2 separate regions of the Anas platyrhynchos genome follow, and region 2 is linked to region 1. A link is a contact called in public Hi-C data. All regions are on one chromosome and are shown on one strand. Each heading gives the region's core, a stretch centred on a gene start, on an enhancer-like site or on the middle of the called end of the contact. The rest is flanking DNA. Distances are from core to core; before and after follow the strand shown. Region 1 has its middle 17 kb from the start of CSRNP1. Region 2 holds the start of XIRP1 (xin actin binding repeat containing 1).

What was found. Hi-C and Micro-C count contacts between places; a contact is called where the count stands out from the background.
Region 2: a Hi-C map of subcutaneous adipose tissue shows a contact between it and region 1, with 2.6 times the contacts expected there. The contact joins the promoter of XIRP1 here to the enhancer-like site in region 1. A contact is called at or near these places in 4 of 8 Hi-C or Micro-C datasets (liver, skeletal muscle and subcutaneous adipose tissue).

The regions. Positions count from the first base shown.
Region 1 is chr2:154,094,713-154,098,644 of IASCAAS_PekinDuck_T2T, reverse strand. No RefSeq gene overlaps it. Among named protein-coding and RNA genes, the nearest start is that of CSRNP1, 17 kb to the left of the region's middle. Within about 2 kb of position 2,049, at least 8 of the 8 cell types and tissues checked have an H3K27ac peak or open chromatin away from gene starts, as enhancers often do. A contact at or near this core is called in subcutaneous adipose tissue, where this site is marked.
Region 2 is chr2:154,360,834-154,365,007 of IASCAAS_PekinDuck_T2T, reverse strand. It overlaps XIRP1 (xin actin binding repeat containing 1), which reads right to left and starts at 2,744. Exons shown (of 8, transcript XM_038173952.2): 1 at 2,588-2,744; 2 at 1,102-1,238. The coding sequence starts at 1,229.

The DNA.
Region 1 (3,932 bases), core at 800-3,299:
CAGACAGAAAGTGTTTCTCCCTGGGTTGTGGAGCAACCTATGGAAAAAGCATGACTCATTTCTTGCCCGGAGCTGGCACGGGGCAGGAAGGAGACACCCCGGAGCTGTTCTCAGCAGGAAGGGCTATAAAATTGTCAAAGGGAATGGACTTTATCTCCCGCAGGGAAAAACCACGCCGGGAGCTGCAGGGCAGGGCGAGTGCAGGGGTGGTGGCTCTGCAGCAGCAGGGGCATTTCCACAGGGCCAGCTCCTGCACGCCAATTCCTTGTGCCTGCTCTGGAGGTCCAAAAATAAAACAAAATAAAATAAAATGCCTCTTCTTATTGCTCCTCAGTCATGGAAAGAAAAGACAAGTTTCTACCAACCAACGCGGCACCAGGGGTAGGGTTGTCCCCGGTCTGCAGCAAAGGCAACAAAAAGTGTCCTTGGTGGTAACCTTTGAGTTTCCACTGGCTTCAAGACCTCTGTCCCTGCAACAGGCCCATTCTCCACATATACAAGTGTTTTTTTTTCCATGTAGTTGAGAAAAAATTTGCAGCTGCTGAGGTTTTCACTCAGACCTGGAGATGGGCTTGGCCTGCCTAAAAAAAAGGCACTGCAGAATTGGCAATTATTGGCATTTTCCCATGGACCATTTGAGATTAATCTGTCAACACTACAGGATGAGAAAAAATATATATATTCTGCAGTTATAAGTATACATATGTTCTGCAGTTATTCCTTATTTTTTTTTGGGTACTGACATCCAGCATCACAGAACTCCTCATCACACCATAAGGATCCCACAAGCGTCCTCTCCACCAATTCGACCAAAACTACACATGGGCATAAAATCTGTTTGATTTCTGATCCTTGTGAGGGCCCCTCTGTGGCCATCCATATCCGGAGGGACTTCAAGTCCTCAGCATCTCAGGAAATGGGTGATGTTAATTGTAGAGAAGAAATGTAAGTCAATGTAAGGCTTCAGAGTTTTCTCTCTAGCGTTTTCTTCCTAGAAAGCAGTGAAAATTCATCTCTTGTCAGAGGGCTGGCTGGAGTGAGAATTCAGATAAGCCATTAATAGAAAGAACTAGGTTTCCTCCTTCACAGCTACAACTATTAGGAGTTTTTATACTGCTCGATCTGCACATTTCCATCAGTTTGCTTCAGGCCACTGAGACTGCTGCGGAGTGAACGGCAGCATTGCCATCTACTGGGCAGCAGCTTGAGCTCCAGCTTGGAGAAGCACTTCTCCACGGGACCAAGAATTGTGCATTTCACTGGGTTTTTCTATTAAAAAATTAAAATAAGGCTTAAATGATCTGCCTGGGTCTGGAGGATGGGTGAGGATGCCCTCACCTGGTGTGTGTGTCCACAGCTGGAGGAGAGTTAAGTTACTCTTTGGAGTAAATAGAGAACTTTGTGGTCTTTAAGTGATAGAATCATAGAAATCATTTGGATGAGATGTCTGTAGCCTGAACATCCTGGTGGGGATGACTTGGGGCCTCAGGAGAGCTGTGATCTTCCGAAGCAGCAGCAGGATGGGTTGGAATGTCCTCAGACATCCCTGGTAGCACTGACCCTTAGATTTGATCCCTTCAGTGATCCCAGAGCTGTGTTTCTCAGCATTTACAGCACTACCAAACAGCTCAAGGCGTTGTAGCCAGTCTCGTGCCTCTCCAGAGCACCCTGCATGTGGTGGGACCACTCCAGATGTCCCTTGCAGCCACAGGCATCTCCTTTTTCTGCTCCACCTCAGGACGTGGGATGCACCAATTTTCCAAAATCTAGAGGGTTTTAGCTGTGTCCTCACCACCCAGCTTTGGAGACAAGGCTGGCAACATTAGATATGAGCCTTGTATTACCGTGCCCAGTGGCTTTTGCCCCATACTCTTGGATATTACATCGCTGTGAGACTCGGTACCGTCACGCAATAAAACCCATGGGAAGCACAGCGCTTTCCACGTGCTCCCAAGGTCGGATTACAGCTTTGCTTAGGCTGCTCAAGACCAAGCCACTCCCACAGGGCTCTCAGAGACCGAGAGGGCATGAGGGAAGCACCGTGTGCGTGCTGCCTGGCCGCCACCACCCTCCTACCCTGCGTCATAAATCAGGGCTGAGCAGCACAAGCTGTTCCCATCACAGGAACCCGGAAAGAAAGGCTCTTCTTAGCACCGGGGATGGGATAATGATCCCGAGCAGTCTCCAACACGTTGTTTTCCTGCTCCTGTGGCTGCGGCGTGATGTTTAACCTCTGGGCTGCTGCATGAGGAGGCGTTAAAGGAGCAAAGTTCAGAGCAGGCTGACAGCAGGTTTCTCCCTGGAAAAACCCACGGCTGCTCCCTGGAGAGCAGGGGCGGTTGTGCAGCTGCAGGAAAAAGCAGGAAGAGCCCTTGTCTGCTGTCATATTGGGATATAAATGTTTGGGGTTGTGTCTATTAGCTACTTAAGCACCGACAAGGAACAGCGCTGAGCATGGGATGTCGCTCATACATGTGGTTGAATTGTTAACGTGGTGCTCGAGTGTTTTCAGCCCAAGGAGCAGCAGCATCCCTGGAGGTCCCTGGGTCTGCTGGATGAAAAGTGATGGGGAATTTGGGGTCATGTGTGACATCCCTAAAACCATTCGTGGCCCAGGCACTGAGCATGCAGAGATAGACCCAACCCCAGGCATCAGGCACCCCAAAGCCAGCTGGGACTGGACGCCTTCACCTCTCAGCATCCAAGGGGGGTTGGAAGTGGTTTGAGGGGCTCTACTGATAAAAAATTCCCCAAGGCCTCTGATCAGATACAGTCAGGGCAAAATCTCAGCAACCAGCTGGCTGCTCTCACTTGGCTCCTAGGTGAAATTCAAGAGCTGTCAGCCCATCAAGTTTAATGGATTTAGGCTCCTTCAGGGAGAAGCTGAACTTGCCATCGCGGCAGAAACCACACGTGCTGTCTTAAAAGGAGCAAGAACCACTCACTAATATTAAAGGGCAGGCAAGCTTCTTAGTTTGTTTGGCTTTTTTTCCCTGTCAGAAGAGGAGAAGTGCCAACAACTGAGCACAGAGGGGGCATTGCCATGGGCAGCCTGATAAAGCAAAGAGCTGCAGACACAGCTGGGGCTCCAGCCCTTCTGCAAGCCTTGAAGAAACGCTGCTGGTTTTCGTTTTCGTTTGCGCTCACCGAGGGTTTAAGCAGGGCTTATCTGGTTGCCAATCAGACCTCTGGGCAAGAGCAGCTAGAGGCAGCTCCCGGGTGCTTATCGGCGTTGTCTGGGAGCAAACACAAAGGACAGAGTGCAAGGCTGTATCCATGCCTTTTTATCACTCTCAGCCCGCAAAACTTCTTTAGCAGCCGGTGAGAAGTGCGGTAAGCGTTCCTCCGGTTTGCCAATGCCCTCTAGTGGCTTTTGGCGAGCAGAAACAGCGCTCCCAAAGAGCTGGGATTTTTGCAAAAATACCGCTGTGTCCCTTAAGAGAGGCAGGGCACGAGTGGGTTGAAATGGAAAAGGAGCGAAACCAAAATCCTGCATTTCCAAATGCTCGTCCTCATTCCAGGGGGAGAGGATGGTTGAGGGATGCCCCAAATACTCCTAAAAGATGGGTTTTAGTTCATCAAAGGACAAAAACTGCCTTCTTGTGTTTTCTTCTGCCTCCCTTCACTGACCCCACAGTTTGCCTAATAGGAACGTAGCTTTTATTGGAAATCTTGTGTGCTCCAGGTGGGCTTGTCCCAACCATCCACTGAAGGCTGAATTCACGCAAAAACAGGGGCTCAGAGTCCCTGGGTGAAATCACTGATGTTTTATTATGATCTCAGCCAAACCTGGTGAATAACCCAAGAAAGGGTAGAAGGGATGTGAAGAGGGTTGCTGAGCAGAGGGATTTTGCTGCAGTTCTTCCTAGGTTAATGCACAAGTTGATCCTTCGCTAATAACCCCCGTTATTCTTCATGGTCTGGAAAACAAG
Region 2 (4,174 bases), core at 1,495-3,994, 270 kb before region 1:
GTGAAAACTCCTGTAGAGAGGTCAGGCTGTAGGACCAACAGCTTAGTTCAGTGCAGTGCCACTAGATCTAGTGTAAGCCCTCTCATCCTATGATCTATGCAGATGTGCCCCGAGCACCCGGTCTCCCCACTGGAGGGGGATCTGCAGGGGTGTGATACAGATTAAAAGTGGTGTGTTATTGCACTTTGCTAATAATAAATGGCTTGTTGGAGTCAAGCTTTCCAGAAAATCAAATTCTTTTTTATTTATTTAGCTTTAACCTAACTTAAAAGGGTTTATCAAGCCACTAGCTGCCCTAACATAACACTGGTGGTGAATGAGACCTCTGCAGAAGAAACCACCTTCCTTCTCATTGTTTCAGCTTTCTCCAAGACCCTGCTAGATAGATGGCTTTTTATACTGAAGATTGACCAGCTTTGGGATATTCAGAACTAAACTGTCTCAAGGGGAAGTTCAAGAGACCGTCTTGACAGCAGCTCTGTCACTCACGTTGAGGGAGATGCGCTGAGGGTACCATTGCTAATCTTATTTGTCTCACCCTTGGCAGAGCTGAGATCTGATCTCAGTTATGGGTTATAACCAAGAGAGAAATTATCCCTTAAAGGGCTAGGGTTGAAACATGACTCTACTTGGAGCATGTTCATTAGAAACACTCAAGAGAAAACACAGTGGGATGAGATGCCCATACACCTCTTGTCTCCTAACCAGCTCATCCCTCCAGCCTTTGCTGGTTTCCCTTATGGTACCTTAGAGACTATGCAGATTAAAAGCCTTAATTATCCACCTGGGAATGTTCCTGTCACTGGGTTATAGGGCAAATTACTCCATGTCATTGTCTTCGGGCGAGTTTGTTGTGTGGATCTGGGGTTTAGATCAGGACTTGGCTTCCAAAACTAAATAATGCATCAATAATGTAGAACAGATAAGAGCACTTGGGGCAGAAAACTACTTGCCTCTAGCTTGAGATGTGAAATGCTGGGATGCTGTACCTGGGAAAGACTTTATCTGAGTGACATCTGTTATGGATATGGAGGAAGGAGAGTCCACCCTGGAGAGCTCCAGAGGTCTATGGTCATCTGCAGCTGTAGAATAGCCACCCACCTGGCAACCAGTTCGGAGACAGACACTGATTTTCTCAGAGGAACTGCTTCGTGCTCTGGGATGCCTCTTGGAGAATGGCACAGAAAAGGGAGGGACTGAGCTGGCCGCAGCTTCTCAGCTTTTTCCATGTCCTCTGTCTGCAGGTGTTGGAACAAGAGGGTAAATGTTATGGTGCTGGATGTGAGATCCATGGAAAGCCAATCCCTAGTGCATCCTTCTCCACTCTTGGGGTCAGGAAAGCAGTAAAAGGCCATGGAACAAACTCTTTCTTCACTGATACATCAGAAAAGCTCAGGACATAAATTCACTTTTGAAAAAATAAAATAGGGTTAAGAAGATGCATTTTAAGTCAAATTACTCCTAATGCACGGAATGGGTCTTTTCCACCTTTGCCCATCAATTTTCTTATTCCCCTTAGTCACCCAGTCCAGCTTTGTGACAGAGAAAGGGAAAGAACCAGAAAAAGGTTCAGCTTTAAATCATTTAAAGTAATTTGATGGAAATTATGTGTATGCATCATAAATGGATATATATATATATTTAATGTCTCCAGTGTTGTGTAGACATGAATCAGCTCTGAATTAAGCAGTAACTGGAGGATTAAGCACCTCTTGCCCTCTTCTGCCAAAAATGTTCTTGTATTCCAGGCTTCAGAAAGGCACAGCAGAAGTCTCAGGCAGTGGATTTGTGATGACTGATCTGACACTTGGAAGTACATTAGGTCATCTGGGGCTCATTTTCTGAATTTAGATAGAGCTCAAGGGACCTACAAGTTATACGTAATTGCTCTTTAATTACTGACACAGACATCCAAACCATGGGATTATTAGATACTTGCACTGAGATTTTGAAAATACTTGTTTTAAAAGCTGTGTTGCTTGCATAATATGTTTCATAAATGATTTCTATTGCACTTGCAGATCTGGTCAATTTTTTTTCTGGGGGGTTGGGGTGATACTCAGCAGCTTATGAATCACCGCCTTCCCCTTTTAACATATCTGAAATCAAGACCAGGAAGAGGGATGTATATTTCTCACTATTTGCTTTAGAAATTCCTCTTTTTTTTTAAATTTATTTTTTATTTTTGTATCCCTCCTTTTATTTATTTTTTCCCCAGGTCACTTCACACAATGTTAGAGAAGAGACAGCTTTAGATCACAGACACCCACCTCCCACAGTCCAGGGATCATTCCCCATTCTTGCGGTTGTGTCTAATGTTAAACAACTCCACGTGAAGAGCCCCTGGGGGATTTACTTCATGGCAGGATAAACGCATTAGAAGGGAAGCCTTCCCTGATTTTTCATTTATGCCCCCCTCTTCTTCAATACTGTAGGCACAGTAAATGGAAATACACTTCTCAGCCCACCCTGAACTGTTCCCACAACCAGCACAGCACCCCCCAGTCACCAAGGGCTTACTGATATTAATTCATTCCATCTCCTCTGATCTGGGAGGGTTGTTTTTTTTTGGTGTAAAATCACTTACATGCTAGAGTGCTTTCCTCCACCTGAGATCTGCCATTTGATAGTCTCCTTGGGGCTCTTCAGTACCACGCTTCTGACTCCTTTTTCATCCCCTCCTTTACAAGACAGGAGGCAAAGTCCCTTGGCAAAGCTGCAATTAAATATTAAAAGCTGATGTGTGATTGGAGCTGGTGTGAATTGGAGAGCTGGCACTGAAGAGCGGAGGAGTTGAAGCCTCCTCCTTGCTCCTGCTAGCCTGTTGCCAAATATTAAGGTCTCATCCTTCCCTGTAAAACCACCGAGTAAATTCAGAGCCCAGCTGGGGCATGAATAGCCATCTAGACCCACAGCAAGGCTCTGATTTGGGTGTAAATCTGCTGGAATCCTTGTCTGAGGTGGAGCAGAAATTAGTTCCTCAGCATGGGGATTTTAAAGTGGATGTTTCTGGCAAAGGTCATACATTCATCCTCCAAACCAGGAAGGTTTTTCAGCGCATCTTATGGTCCCAAATGCCTGTGACTTTGCTGAGGAGGCTTTGCCTGAACCATAAGAAAGGAAATCTCTCCAGACTGTTAACAGCTCTAGGGCATGCACTGCTCCTCCTGGCAAAAATGAGGTGGTCAGGACTTCAGGGAGAGAGGGTCCGGGTGCAATGAATTGAAATTGTTCACTATTAGGGACAAGAAAAGGCAGGACTGGTTGTGGGGATCCAATTTATGCATCATCTAAGTCTGATCAAAATCAGAGTTTAGCAAAGGTAACCCCTCAAAAAACATCGTGCCCACTAACAGGACTGGTCTGGCACCTGACAATCCATGGTTTTCCATGAAGTTCTTTCGGGGGATTTGTCCTGCACATGCTGGAAGGTTGACCAAGCAACAAAGGCAGTGCGTGAATAAGAGCAGATAATAGTGTGTTGGTTTATAATGAACCAGAAGGGCTGCATTTAACATCAAAAGCTGGAAAATCATTTACCCAGAAAAGCCTAAGCTAAGCAAGAAACCTTTGATACTAGGGGTGAGTTAGGGCAACACACAGAGCTGGATATACGGACCGACCACCTCTGTCATCACTTTATGAATAATAACCTGCACTTTTCTGTGCGTTCTGATCCAAATCTTACTGGAACAAGTAGAAAACTCTTTACTGAGCTTTTATTCCAGCACTTAAACCCATCTGAGAAACTTTAACACTTTTATTCTCTACCTTGCAGGTATGGTGAGTCTGATTTCATGCATTAGGTGCTTATGATCTCAGGTGCATTTGTTGCAGCAGCACCTAAGGACCAGCCTAGAGCACGCCCCCAGCTCTGTACAGATTCAGGTGTGTACCAGGCTTGAAGCCTTTGCCCTCCTCCTGCACTCTCAGGGTCTTCCTGACCTGGTAATTTTCCACTGAACGATATTCAGCTCTTGGAGGAGTGTGCAGGATGCCCTGCACCCTGATGGGAAAATATCAGTGACTTTATCAGCTGCTGGGCTTCCAAGGGACAAATCTGACGGATGTTGGATGGGTTTTTAGTTGAATGGGCAAAGCAAGGCTTTGAAGCTGAGATGCTTCCTTGTTAGGTATTTAATTTAGGGAGGAAAGAGTGGGCTGACAGCATGAA